Regions from separate parts of the Gasterosteus aculeatus genome. Here region 1 is linked to region 2. Evidence: chromatin contacts called from public Hi-C data. All regions are on one chromosome and are shown on one strand. The core of a region is the stretch at or near the end of the contact, and the rest is flanking DNA. Distances in the headings are between cores, read along the strand shown. Region 1 holds the start of mcur1 (mitochondrial calcium uniporter regulator 1). Region 2 holds the start of LOC120811335 (copine-3).

Region 1 (7,082 bases), core at 3,456-5,955, 180 kb before region 2:
CATTTTTTTAAACAACAATTGGGTGGCTTTTAAAATACAGACCAGCGTTAATATGCAGTTACGGGAGTAAACGTAAAAAATGTGAATCCTCACCCTTTCAAATTGATGCTCATTGATGAAGTCACAAGTCTTTCTGATCTGATACAACTCTTCAAGTTCTCCCTGAGGAGCGTTGATCTTCCCCGTCACGTGTACCACGCGCTGAATCACGTTTTCCGAGCTGCTGCTGAACGCGTCACTCATCGTGGGACCGGAAACATCCCTGTAACGTAAACAAGAAGCCACCGCGCATCGTATCAGAGGCAGATGCGAAACAGGGATACTGTTAACGGAAGCTTTAGTGAAAGTAAACGTTAACCTTGAACAGAAAGAGAAACGTCACGATTATGTTTGACGCTACTCAACCCAAAATACCTGTCGCAACATTGATGACGTTACATTTGAGAATAGCTCGATAAAATAAAATGTTAATGCAAACCGCTTTACGACATTGTCAAGAAGAAATCGTATCAAATGTACACGGAGCATCCATTAACTTGTTAACTGTTACTTCGGGCTGGCCTGCTAGCTTAGCCGCTAACTTAACTGGTCTGCGTTTAAAATGAGTGACCTCAATCAGCTTTAACAACTTACCTTTAACACACGGACATGTAAACTTATAATTCAATATATGTTGGGTAGTTGCTGGCAGATAGACGCTTATTTGACAGCGACACACGTGTCCGGCGGTGAGAGACAACATTAACGAGGTCCACTGGGACAAATACTTCCGGTTCATACATTTTTCAAAATAAGAGCTAGAATTCACAACACAAAATGATCGGTTAGTTTTCCTGGCATTACTTACCTAAAAAACACGAATTTATATCCTCGACACACCCCTAACCTAATCAGAAAACTATTACAATATATTTCCTGATCACTGAGTTCACACAAGTCACATTTGTTGCAACATTATGTATTATGAATATGATCAAAATCAATTAAAACATAGATTAATCAGTGTGTGTTTACAGAGCCCTTACAGTCATTTCCAGTTCCCAACAGCCCCATTAAATAGATCTTTACACAACATTATCAAAGGAGACACTTAATTTGTTGGCAAAAGGTATATATTTATTCACAATTTAATTCAAATAACAAATTACATTAATCTCATTAAATATTTCTGAGACCAAAGTCTAACAATAGATACAAGTTAAATATTTGCGGTAATATAGCCAAAGTGGTTGTGAGTCACTGTAACCCATTTTTTTCTGATCTTCCCTGAACAGCGTGATATATACTGTACATACAAAATAAATACATTTTTCAAATGTAACTTCAGTTTAAAAAATGTTTTTTTTGAGTTAAAAAAAATAAAATTGGAATATTTATTTTAATTCTATTCATCAGATCCATTCTGGCAGCCCTAAAATAACCATGGTACAGTTATCCCTCCTGAGGGTATAAAATAATGAGTGATATATGTTCTACTTCTGAGAAAAGATTGGAAAGATGAATGGTAACCATCTGACATAAAACTGGTCTCTAATTATTGTTAGATTCAGTAAATTTAAAAGTTTAAAATCATAATCATAGTCCTGCTTACATCCAAACACGATAGAAACCCAACACCACCGTGAGACAGGTGAAGACTGAACCTAAAAGAGGAAGAAAGCATATGTCATCATCATTCTTCTATTCGAATAAGTAACTCACAGTAACTTGCTTTATTTTTATCCTGTCAAAAGGTTTGTAGCTACGACTAAACAGTTAGTCCTTACGGTTAAGCCTCAAATTTAAGCACCTTATTTGATTGAAAACGTTTTAAATGAATAACGATTCTTGTTAAAATATAGGTACCTAGATCAATCCACATAAGGGCTGTTTTATTATTGAATTATGTGACAGCCCATGCTCTTAGTGCTATGATCTCCGATTACACATAACAATGCACAATGTCCTACCTGCGAGGTATTTTATAGTGTCCAGTTTATGAGATTCTAACATGGTTTTCAAACCGGCCACTTCTGTGTCTATTTTTAGGTTGGTCTGACTTAAATGACGATCTTGGTCTGCTGTCTGAAAAAAGGAGAGCATTACAGATAAGACATAAACGTTAAAGATCAGATCAAAGATCTAGCAGGTATCAGGGCTCGCTTAAGTTAGCGGCTAAGAAAGTGTAAGGAGGGAGTAGTGCAGAACTACAAACCATTTCCAGAATCTCAGCTCGCCTTTCCAGAAGCATCTTATCATGCCCTACTTTCTGAAAATTATAAACAGTGTTTAATTTAGAAGAGAAATAGAAAGTCGAAAGACCCTCCACGGATATCCAACTGATCATTTAATGAAACACTTACTAATTCTCTTGCACGGTTTTTCTCCAAATTCATGTCCATAATAGCATGAGAGCGAACTTTATTCATGACATCCTGCAAGGTGGCATTGGAGAGACACAAAGGAAAGTCATTTCTAAATGTAAAATTAAAATAAATGAAATTTCTACATTCCAACCTGCATATGAAGTGATTTGAGTGAATCAGAATGACCACTTACAATCAGTGTGACCTTGATCTCAGATAGCTGGATCTTGAGTTTCTGGAATAAAAAGGTAGATATCAAACATTATTTCGCAAAATAGAATAACATACATACAAACAGAGTGCAGTACACAGAGTGATTCATGCAAGAGTAACTTACATTTATTCATATTCTTGTTATTGTGCTTTATAGATTTTTTAAATTTAATTCAGATTATCAATTTGACCATTAAATTGTCCAACTTAAATATATATCTATTATATTCACAGGGACAGTGTAACCATTAACTTTTGGAAAAGGCTTAGGTCAGCTGATATATACCCACTTACCTCATTTTCTGCCAGTAAAGCAGTGAACTCGCTCTTCTCCAGGATTACCATGTCCTTCTTCACCGATGCTATTTGAGACATCAAGCGCTGCAACATGATCTCCTGGGAAAAAAAGAAAAATGTCTCTTGATTTATTTCATTTGCCTCCTCTGTCTACATTCCACACTCAATCTCACTGAGGTGGAAGTACTAAGTTACACTAATGGTTTCTCTTTAAGTAACAAGCAGACCTCCTGATAATGGAAAGGATTCCCAAACTTTACTGCATCCCATTCAGATATTGATAATATAAAAATAAAATACTGATTTGATCATTTCAACTATGAATGTCTCCACAAAAAGCTTCATATTTGGAACCTCCTGGAGTTTAGTGGAGGTTTTCAATAAAAATACAGAAATGTTATTTTAATGTGTGACATATTGATTCTGATCAATGCAGTTATTTGAAAGGAGGGAATAAGAAACCTCTATGCAGGCGCTGCTACTATGTTGCAACATACTACATACTCAAATATTAAATTAAATGTATTTTGAGTTAATAAACGAATTGTGGAAGATAAACAAAATGGCACGATGTCGGGGGAGAATCCACCACACAGAGCTTACACAAACAAACAGGTGGTACTTGCTGTATTTACATTAAAGGTAAAAAACAAACCTCCCCTACAGTCCTACCTGCTGCACTTTGGTTACCATGTCATTATAGATGACGTTCATGTTGGAGTTTGTCATTCTCACCAGCACTTCAACCATCACCTCAGCTTGTGGAGTCGTGAAGCCTGTTTAACCAAAGTGTGTATTCACAAGGAAAGTCAAGAGCGTTTTTTTTTTTTTTGGGACGAATAGGAGTAATATTGTGACAATTTTTAAGCGACAAATGAAGCCAAACCATTTTCCTCAAAAATCCGCACAACTGCATGGGTATCAAAAAACAGCTTCCCACTATCAGACTTTGGTACATCAGCTTTCAGATACTGGGGGGCTTTCACAGAGGTACTCAGCGCTGAAATAAAAGATATGATAATGGGATTATACAAGACGTAACAGCAAAATTGTAGAAATATTACCTTCCATTTACTTGCATGCATTGTACACTGTATGTCCCTGCATATTTTAACACAACCATTTTATTTAACCATATTATTATTATACAAGTTTCTTAGTTGGTGCAATCAGCCGCTCCCATTGATCCATTAATTATATCCAAAGAGGACTTTTATTTGGACACTCAAATAAGAAAATCGCCATGAAATGACATGGACAGTGGCGCCTATGAGCGAGTTTAGAGTGGAGTTAATGGACGGTTAGGATCAGCTACGTTTACACCTTTGGCAAAGAGACCAAACTAATCTAGTTACCTCTTGTGGGCATCTGTGTCACTGCAGAAATATTCCTAATCTTCCCTTCTGCTCGCCTCCAAAGCGCTTTGTCAAAATTCCTCAAAGGCGGAATGACGATGCGGCGGACACACGGTGATTTGTTGACAGCGGACAAGCCCGACATGTTTGGAGAAACGGTCGCTGTCACAAAGCTGGAAGATCTATTTGGATTAAAAGAAAGGTCACACCGCCTCTGTGGGAGTTTGACACGCAAAGGTTTGAGTCGTGAGTGGCACTGTTTCAGCCCCATGTTGGAGGCTCGTGTTAATCCAGCTCCACTTCCGCCTGTGAACACAGCGAGCAATCCGCCGAAACTTTTCACCTGGTTCCGTCACGTAGGAATTCCCTTGACTTTCCCACTTCCGGTCACACACTTCAAAATAAAGCTGGTGCGTGTGATAAATGGCGTTACTTGGATGTTTTTGTATTGGCTTGAAGATATTAAATTGTGTCAGAATAAAACTGAAACACTAGTTGAAATGTGATTTGGCTCTTAATTATCCTTTTAACTTGTTTTCAATCATAACTTCGGCGAACATTTTATTTTTTCACAAAAATAAAATATCAAATGACAGTTACTAAAGTGTATTGTATTTACCTTTTTCAATGTTGAAAAAAACCCTAACCTAAGAAAAACAATATAATCGGTACTTTAATGCGCTTCAAATTCTGTACATTTGCTGTCACTTTACATACAATTATATGGTAAATTACCAAAGGTGCTAGTCAGATATGGAAAACATATCAAAGTTCATACTTCTACAATGCATAACTATACATTGTGAATTCTCTACTGCAATGGTTTTATACACGTACAAGTGATGCTGAATTAAAAAAAAAACAACTTTGGTCATTGGAAGTGAATATTCTGCTTATTACAGTATATTAACTACAAAGCATCAGCACCTATGTCTTCTCAATGGCAACAAGGAATAAAATGTAACTTTGTCTTTCTGGGTTTTGGGGAAAGGAGAGTGTACTGTACAGAACACAGGGAAATCTATTAGGTTAGAATTAGGTAAGGTAAACAGAAAGAACTACTTTGTTCAACAAAGACAGTTCAAAGAACATGATAGCTTTGGATTTACCGCAATAAATGGCCAACTCCTGATTTATTTCAATGTGTCTTTAGGCAAATTAAACTTCACTCTAGCAGATCATTTTGCTGCAATTACAAAAATGTAGTTCCTTTTTGGAGCGACTATGGAAAGAGAAAACTACTGTACCTGAAGTAGTTATTTCTGTCAGTGTTACTGAACATTACCAATCCAAGACATGTGATTAGTTGATTTTGCTCATGAGAAAAAGACAATACAGATAGACAAAGTGGCTGACACCAAAACTACAGCAGACATCAATAAGAGCACAAAGATTTGACTGCGCTGGCACAGAGGCCGGGGTCCAGGCTGCTCCTCGTCGACGGAGAGCAGACCCAGGGAGGAGCTGTCGGTGCTGCTGAGCGGGTCTGCGCGCTGTGGCCCGTGGGGCTCCACCATCCAGCGCAGCACGTTCACCTTCATCTCCATGTCGTCGATCATGCGGTCGATTTGGCTGATCTCACGCTCCATGGTGCTGCGCTCCTGGCTCTCCAGCTCAGCGGGAAGGGTTGGACTCTGGGTCTGGTTCAGGTCTGGCAGACTGAGTGCCCGGGCCACCATCTCACTGCCTCCACCTGCACAGGTGAAGTCCAACAGGACTGAAACATTAACTGGAGCTAATGCGGCCGACAGCAGTCCGGCAATACATATTTATCCAATGAAGGTGGTAATCTGTAAGTGCTTCCATTGCTTGCTAACATTTATATAAGTGCAGGCTTGAACAGTGCTTCTCAACCTTTTTGTGTTGCCACACTGCACTTAGTTTTAACGGAATGAAGGCGTTGTCTTTTGCTCCAGGCATTGTGGGTAATTTATGTGCAGGCTTACTCAGACTCTCAAAAGCGTACAATGAAGCCATAGACAAGTGATGTCACTGCCAGCGGCAATATAAAGAGAAAAGAAGAATTCCTAGTCTTTAATGCTTAATGTGTTGTTTTGATTTTTTTTTTAACGCCACCGCAATCTGGAGACTGCTTGGAATTATCTTTTGACATGATTGGTGATCCAGACAACCAGGTTCAAAATGTTTTGTCAACGGTAGTTTTCTAAGGAAAGTGTTAGCTGGATGACAGCATCAAATTTCCATTAAACTTATGACATGTTTTATTTTATATAACCAGACTACATATTCAAGAAGTTTGCACAGAGTGATTTTTTAAATCTCGTAATTGATACTCAAATTCTGACCAACAATAACATTACATTTAAACACAAAGGTCCATTTTGCTACGGTGAGTCATATTCACACCCAAATCATCTCTGAAATGATTAAATATGTAAGAATGCTATTACATTTGATTTAGGGTCATAATTTACCTTGTACGCCAGTTTTTACCAGTGCATCAGTGTTGGCCAGAGCAAAGATTTCCGCCACATAGAAAACTTTGCACATGTCAACATGGAGGAGCTCTAGGCTGGAGGAGAAGGCCACCCAGAGGAGCTCCATCTCCTTACGCTGCCCCTCAGGCAGGCTCCTGTTACGGAGATGTGAGGTCAAATGACTGCAGATTGACATGGCCAACATTTGGGCCTTTTCTCGTGTTTGCCGCAACTCATCTCGCAGCTGCAAGCTGTCTGTGCACCCGCCGACACATGAGGCCAGCTGCCGGTAACATGCCACCACCTGTGAGGAGGGAAATAAACAACTATTTCATATGCAAGCCTTGGGGTCAAATAAGGACAACCTGAAGCTGTTTGCTTGTAACCGGACCACCTCTGTATTTGCTCGTGTGAATGTTTTATTGTGTCCTTAA
Region 2 (7,313 bases), core at 2,485-4,984:
ACCTCTATGACCCTATATGACATGTGATTGGCATCATTTGCATTTGTCTCGCTCAGTGTTTCTCTCTGATGTTATGTGCTTCAGTGGTAAACCGGACATGTGCTTCCAGTGAAGGAGTGTTTGTCCTGCCTGCAGCGTGTTATGGTTGCTCTAGCCTATTGTCGTATACTTTTATAAAGAAATTTGATATAGGTTTTTTATGTCTATGAATTTTAATTACATTTCCTTCTGAGATTTCATTTATTTTTACATGTTTTTTAAAATGATTTTAGGCTGCTTTAAAGACATCTGGCCGGGGATAGACAGCAGATGGAAATGATCCGCTCTGGCTAACTCACTTACAGTTCAACTGTTGATTAGTGTGCATTGTCCCTGCAAAATAAATAAAATGTTATATGAAATGTACATATAAAACGATAATCAAAATGTCCCAGCAGATGTGAGTTCTGACCACCTGTGTGTGTGTCTGATTTGTAGGTATAGAGGGTGTGGTTGAAGCCTACCGTCAGTGTCTGCCCCAGGTGACGCTTTACGGCCCCACAAACTTTTCCCCAATCATCAACCACGTAGCCCATTTTGGCAAGCAGGCGATGCAGCAGGAAACTGCAATGGTGAGTGGCTGGCAGCTGCTGCAACTCATCGAGTATAACAGTGGCTTCTGTGCACAAACGTTTGTTGCTGCGTTTTGGAACGAGCTGCTAAACAGACGACTTAATCTCGATCGTTCTTTTTGTTTCCACACAATGGCAATGGTTTGGTTTTTTTTTTCCATGTTCCCTCGTGTGTCGATGTTTCACAGCAATACTACGTTCTACTGATCATCACCGACGGAGTGATCACAGACATGGATGAGACACGCAGCGCCATCGTCAACGCCTCTCGCCTGCCCATGTCCGTCATCATTGTTGGAGTAGGGGGGGCCGACTTCAGCGCCATGGAGTTCCTGGACGGAGACGACGGAATTTTACGCTCCGCTGCAGGCGAGGCCGCCATGCGGGACATCGTGCAGTTTGTGCCATTCAGGCAGTTCCAAAATGTGAGTTACGTGAAGCAAAGTCTTTGTAGGCATGCACCACACCAGCTTCTTTAAAATCCTTAAGTAATGCATCCATTTGAATGTCTCAAACATTTTATTTCAGGCAGGCACTGCAGCCCTTGCCCAAAGCGTACTGGCAGAGTTGCCTGACCAAGTGGCCTCCTTCTTCAATTTATTTCACCTGAAGCCCCCCATCGAACCCAGTGCTTCCTAGAAATGTAGGAGCCCCCCAGACCCCCAGTTCTCTTCTAACCCACATTGGATCCAAAGCTGCATGCGTTCCAGTAGAAGCACAGCTCTACAACCTAGTTAGCTTATTTCAACACCCTCCTTTTTTTCAGAAGGTTTTCCTATCCTTTCCACTTGGTTTGAGCAGAGACTTCCTGTGCTCTCTGCTGCAATAAGAGTACAGATTAATCAAACAAGATATAACCAACATAATCTAATATGCTTTTCCCTGTGTTTGTATGAAGCTAAATTAACCGGCCAGGTAGTTTGTTTTCAGATGTTATAAAACAGTATTAATGTTCTCATCTAACTCTCTGGTGGATAGTAATAAACATTATTTTCTTTATGTACAACTTTAGCTTGAATGCTTAAGAATTACCTTGACATTACACATATGTACTAGTGTAGTCACTGACCTCATTGGTAACATGCGCAGGGTATCTGAAAACTGCTAAATTTCCTTACTAAAGAGCTGTTTTTAAAGTATGTGCCATTGTTGTACATTTAACCATGGTGACGGCTTAGCAGCGCAATATAATAGATGTGCAGCGTTCACCTGTGTCCTCCAGAACTCCTCACTGAACTCAAATCAGATCACACACCCACCTGTGGCTCATCTCTGCGGCGCGCTGCTTCTCTTGATGCGATTTTCTCTGCTGCTTCCCCCTTCAGGGTCCTCAAGAAATGCTGGCGCAGAGCGTCTTGGCAGAAGTCCCAGGTCAGGTGGTAGGCTTCTTCAATACAAGCCGTTTGAAGCCCCCCCAGAGCGACGCGCCTCTCCCAGACCTCTCAGCATCAACACACCCACATCCCCCCAACCTCCTCCAGTGACCAACTTTTTCCCTGAATACACTTAATGAGTCATGCTATGATGTGTAAATACTTTGTACCAATCGTCAAAAGCCATACTACACAGATATTGTAATGCATTTCCTATGTACATGTACTTAGCTTAAGTGCACTCTAATGTGACACTTCTATATAACTCAGTGGGACCCAAGTGCCAGGATTGTTGAGACTTATGGTAATTTTCTATGTGATTGATCTCCACAATCTACCACCTTAATGTAAACTAATGTGACTTGTCTCAAGGATATCAGTTCAGCCATCTCATACATCCATGGAAGTTCATTTCCATGTTAATGCTTACGTTTCCTCCGGTGTCCTAATACAATGAACACTTGTATGTTAGTTTACACACTTTTATATTTACTTGTGAAATGATAAATGGCTCTGGGAATATTTTGCACAAAAGCTGTGCTCTATCAAATACACTTCACTATGTTTTCATAATGGATCCATACATAATGGATTGAATAAGTTTGCCTCAATTAATACCTTTTGTAGGTTTTACGCCCCCAAAATTGCTTTTTCCCTTGCTATCGTTTTGTATCTCAGTCCGTATTTTTTAAATTCTGTTCCATAATTAATTTTGACATATTATTTTGTGATATGAGCACTAATAAGAGTCCGTACAAGGGGTGATTGTCAGGGGTCGTCGTGGCGCAGGGGGTGGAGCGGGTGTGCTGGGAACTGCAAGGTTGGTGGTTTGAGTCCCGGCTGCCCCATGTCTCAAGTCGAAGTGTCCCTGAGCAAGACAACTAACCCCTAATTGCTCCCTGGGCAAAATGTAAAAGCCATGGGTTAAAAGTGTAATGTAAGTCGCTTTGGATAAAAGCGTCAGCCAAATGACCTGTAATGTAAAAAATGTAATGTGATTACGTCGCTAAGTGTCATGCATGTCTGGGCTGATGTACAGCAGAGGTTCACTCTGTCTTAAGAGATCTTAAAATGTATCAATTAACTGACTGATTTATTATACACTGCTCACTGTGACATTGCCTTATTTTTTGTTTGAGTTTCCTATTGATACTTTGATATTATATAAAATACAAAAAAATCAAAGTCAACCTAGAAAATAGCATGCTTCTATTTCAGTATTTTTTTAAATAAAGATTTTTGATCATTTAAAGCAGTTTTTCTGTCTTTTGTTAATCGCTGCCTTCCTGTCATGACATGAAAGAAGTGTTCTATATACAGTATTTTGTACTACAGTACTTTGCAGTAATATTCATGACCCATAACTGTTGCAATACTGTCCTTTTTCTTCTTCTGCATGCATTGCCATGCAAACAGTGTTTGTTCATTCTCCAAAAGTTCTGCTCCTTGGCATGATTATGCCCAAAGGAGCAAAAGTTCTTTAATTCTGTGGATCTGTATTTGCTCTTCAGACTCGCCAAATGAGTCCATCTTTAGACACATCCTGAAACCGTGAAGAATAAAATCATAAAGTATGTATGACTTTTGTACATGCAAGTTAAATACTTGTCCAAATTGACCAAATAGAGGGATGTTTATTAAAAACTAAATAGATTGGAATCATACATACAATCAAACTGCAGCAAATGTTTACAGACCAAAAGTTTTATTATGAAAAGATCACCGGAAATTCCAGTAGCTTGCGCACACCCGGAAGTCTTCCTGTAGTTTCCTGTTGAAGGCAGATCTCGCCGCTGACGCAATTACGTCGCATTCACTGTACTTAAAAGGGCGTTACCATCCCGATAATCTGTTCTGTAATGTCCAGCGACTAGAACCACCTACAAAGTATTTTTGTTCCGTGAGTCTAAACACGTTTAACGGTAAGTTGCTATTTAAATCATCGTACATCCTTGGGCATATGATAACGGGGAAAAAAACCTATTTAAATGTTTTTTTTTTAACGTTTCAATGATCAGTACAGCTTGGTTGCGTTTGTCGCTGTTCTGCGTCTTATTGTAGCCCATTCAGTTAGTTTCCTTCCTACCGAATTATTGTACTGTTACATCTTCGCAACGCGATGTGGGAGTGACCCGCACTCCGGTTTTGAGTTTTAAAGTTAGAAGAGTCTACATTTAGTACGTGTTGTGTTACGTATGAAAGGTAATAAAAACTAATAACAAAACAACAACACGTCGTTAATGGCGGTTGAGATTTAGCAGTGGTCCGTGCAAGCTGCACACATCTTTAGAAGATCCCCTTCAGGGCTGTCCGATATTCGGCCCTCCCAATGTTCACTTTCTACCCACTTAGTGCGGGAAGAAAGACGAGGTGACGCGTTTGAAGGACGTGTTCACACAGCATCCGCGCTCCCTGCAGGGGGGTATTCCAGAAAGCGGGTTATGTGAAAACTCAGTAAATTAACCCTGAGATCAGGGAAACCGAGTTATCCGTTCCAGATAGAGAGGTAACTGAAACTGAGTCAATCCCCTTGGTAACAGACTCTGAACATAACCTGCCAGCGAGCAGGTTTACTATAAGAAACCCAGAGTTAGTCTCCTCCCACATGAAGAAAGCTGGTAGACTTTGATTGTACATTTCTACCAAATGCAATTGACATCGAAGCCTTAGTGATTCCAAATGCTTTACGTCCAGAGAGTCTTCCGTCCCAGATTAGACGTTTTATCATTTTCAGAGGAATTTGTTAAAACGCTACCGCTTTACTGGTAACTAGGAAACATATGGCCGACATTTAATTCCTACAGTTCCACATACAGATTTAACGTGGCATTGACCGAAAATCTCACTGTTTCACGCTGTGCTGTGGGTTTGTGATGCCAACCATGTTCTGTTCAAGGACAAGAATATGCTAGTCAGCCATTATCTATGCTCATCACTTCAGTCTACATGTCAAACTCCAAATACCACTCTAGAATGTGAATGGGCAGAGCACTGCCAGTAGATCATATTAATATTAAGACACACATCAGTAGGCCCCTCCGGCTCTCTCCCTGTGGCAGCAGACAGCGTTTCCTCATCATCATCATCATCATCTTCCTGTTACTTAAGTTACTGTTTCTGTACTTTTAACTACCATCTGAGGCAAGATCTGAGTATCTGCAGGGTTTAAAACTATACAGAAGACACCATTTAAAACTGTTGGGTGGGTGGGTGGATATGGACTATACATTGTTAATGTGGTAAATGACTATTCTAGGTGGAAACATCTGGTTTTGAATTAAATATCTACATCGGTGTATAGGCCCATTTCCAACAACAGTAAAAACAACATTTTATTAGGGGTTTAATTTACTATTTCAAGTTGCCTCTGAATTAATATTTACTTAGTTTAATAGCCTAAGTCAATTAAAGAAAATTAAAGTGAGGTGCAATCATAGCAATATATGCCATACCTTTTAACTATGTTTTTATTTTTCATTTTTAGCTGCTTCCAGGTCCTTTTGTCCCCTGTTGGATTGCACCTAAAATGAAAATCCGATTACATTCCTACTTATATTCATAACTATAGGCTGCGACGATCTTATGGTTAAAAGTTATGTCAATGGAACAGTAAATTCAAACTTACGCGTTGACTCGGGCAGCAATTTTTCCCCACGGAGTGGGGAAGGACCTCCAACTAAATCGCAGTGAAATAGCTTGCTCTTTTATTTACTGTTGTCGTGGTGACTCGTGCTATCGGGGCTCCATTGATGATGGCTTTTTATAATCGCCATGCACGCGCTTAACTCAAGGTGAACATACTCAGTTGATTGAACTAACGCAGATCAGCTGTTCTGGAACCGGATACTCAGAGTTTCCCGTCTCAGAGTAAGTCAACTCGGAGTTCAGGGATAGACTCAGTTTGTTGAACCTCCTTTCTGAAATACCCCCCAGGTGTCACTTCTCCATCTCGTTCCCAATCAGACAGCCCGTGGTCAGACATGGCGACCCAGTGTGTAACCAAGGTGGAGCTGACCGTGTCCTGTGAGAACCTCCTGGACAAAGACATCGGCTCCAAGTCTGACCCGCTGTGCGTGCTTTTGATGAACAGCTCCGATTCCCAGTGGTATGAGGTCAGTAAAAGATCTGGATTCAACTGGGGAAATGTAATTTTGCTCTGACAAACGGATCAGGCGTGGCCCGTGATGTCACTGCAGCCCCTGAAAGAGCAAACGCATTACGTGTTAATCGTTCACTACGGATGGAAAAATCTGTGTTGTGGAAAGCAGAAGTGCTAATGTTCATTTCTTGTTTCTCAGTGCATGTTGGCCAATTCAGCCTGTGGTTCATTCTTCAGGATCTTGACATGTAGCACTGTTGTTGCATGTTGCAAAGCATAAAGCTGTCCGATCTTCTGTAACAGGTGGGCCGCACGGAGAAAGTCCAGAATTGCCTGTGCCCGAGGTTTGCAAAAAAATTTGTCATCGACTACTACTTTGAAATAGTGCAGCAACTGAAGTTCGGGATTTATGACATCGACAACAAAACTGTTGATCTGAGTGACGACGACTTCTTGGGGCAACTGGAGTGCACCTTGGGCCAGGTTAGTGTTTATGTTTCAATTGCTCACTTTAAGTTTCACCAATCAAAGTTCAAAGTTGTACATCTTCGTTAATGGTTCGAATCAGTATAAAGACTCATTTTAAACTTGCATAACTCTCCTGGACCAAAGTAATTCTTAGTCAACTAACCCTCTAAAAAATGAGTTAATCATAATCCATCTGAAAATCTTGAGTTCCTCCACAAATAATTACCCGAAAGTACCACTTAATATTTGTCCATACATTTCTTAAAAATTACTCATTGAGCATGAAAACGTTTTTAAAAGAAAGACTCCATTGGCTGGAGAAATCTCAGTCAACCAAAACTACAGATTAGTCAAACAATTCCCTCAAAGGGAGCAGCTCGTTCGGCCAGACCGGTTCAGGACACGTCATGCACTGTGAAAACCAGCTACTGTTGCAGATGAAGGGCTGTATGGGAGCGGTAATCGGACCCCAGATCTTTCCTCTGCCTGGTTGTTGGAAGTGTTTACCTCGCTGTCAGGAGGCTGCTGTGTCTCACTCATCCATTGCTCTTATCTTTGCTGCTTCCTCTCTGTTAATCACTTTTGTATTTGCCTTTAGGTTGTGTCCAGTAAAAAACTGACCCGACCACTTGTCTTGAAGAACAAGACGCCTGCAGGAAAAGGGACCATCACAGTGAGTGACGGAGAGAACTACAGATAAATGTGCCAGTGCTGTCGCTATTTTTTTCTCCCGTCATTCTTCTTATTTTCTGTGTAGATCAG

Evidence for each region. A called contact is a pair of places that touch in the nucleus more often than the background predicts.
Region 1: a contact with region 2 is called in a Hi-C map of skeletal muscle, with 4 times the contacts expected there. The contact joins the promoter of mcur1 here to the promoter of LOC120811335 in region 2. A contact is called at or near these places in 2 of 6 Hi-C or Micro-C datasets (skeletal muscle and tail fin).

Annotation. Positions count from the first base shown.
Region 1 is chr21:9,918,967-9,926,048 of fGasAcu3.hap1.1, reverse strand. It overlaps mcur1 (mitochondrial calcium uniporter regulator 1), which reads right to left and starts at 4,705. Exons shown (of 9, transcript XM_040166939.2): 1 at 4,211-4,705; 2 at 3,742-3,855; 3 at 3,528-3,631; 4 at 2,853-2,954; 5 at 2,539-2,580; 6 at 2,343-2,414; 7 at 2,195-2,248; 8 at 1,950-2,064; 9 at 1,095-1,643. The coding sequence starts at 4,481. The coding sequence ends at 1,588. rgs9bp (regulator of G protein signaling 9 binding protein) reads right to left here. Exons shown (of 3, transcript XM_078095620.1): 2 at 6,646-6,952; 3 at 4,866-5,903. The coding sequence ends at 5,527. It overlaps dph2 (diphthamide biosynthesis 2), which reads right to left and starts at 827. Exons shown (of 7, transcript XM_040166938.2): 1 at 634-827; 2 at 94-262. The coding sequence starts at 243.
Region 2 is chr21:9,742,332-9,749,644 of fGasAcu3.hap1.1, reverse strand. It overlaps LOC120811335 (copine-3), which reads left to right and starts at 3,734. Exons shown (of 16, transcript XM_040166595.2): 1 at 3,734-3,906; 2 at 5,918-6,096; 3 at 6,387-6,566; 4 at 7,150-7,224; 5 at 7,309-7,313. The coding sequence starts at 5,965. LOC120811595 (copine-3) reads left to right here. Exons shown (of 17, transcript XM_040167096.2): 15 at 478-611; 16 at 800-1,036; 17 at 1,937-3,236. The coding sequence ends at 2,095.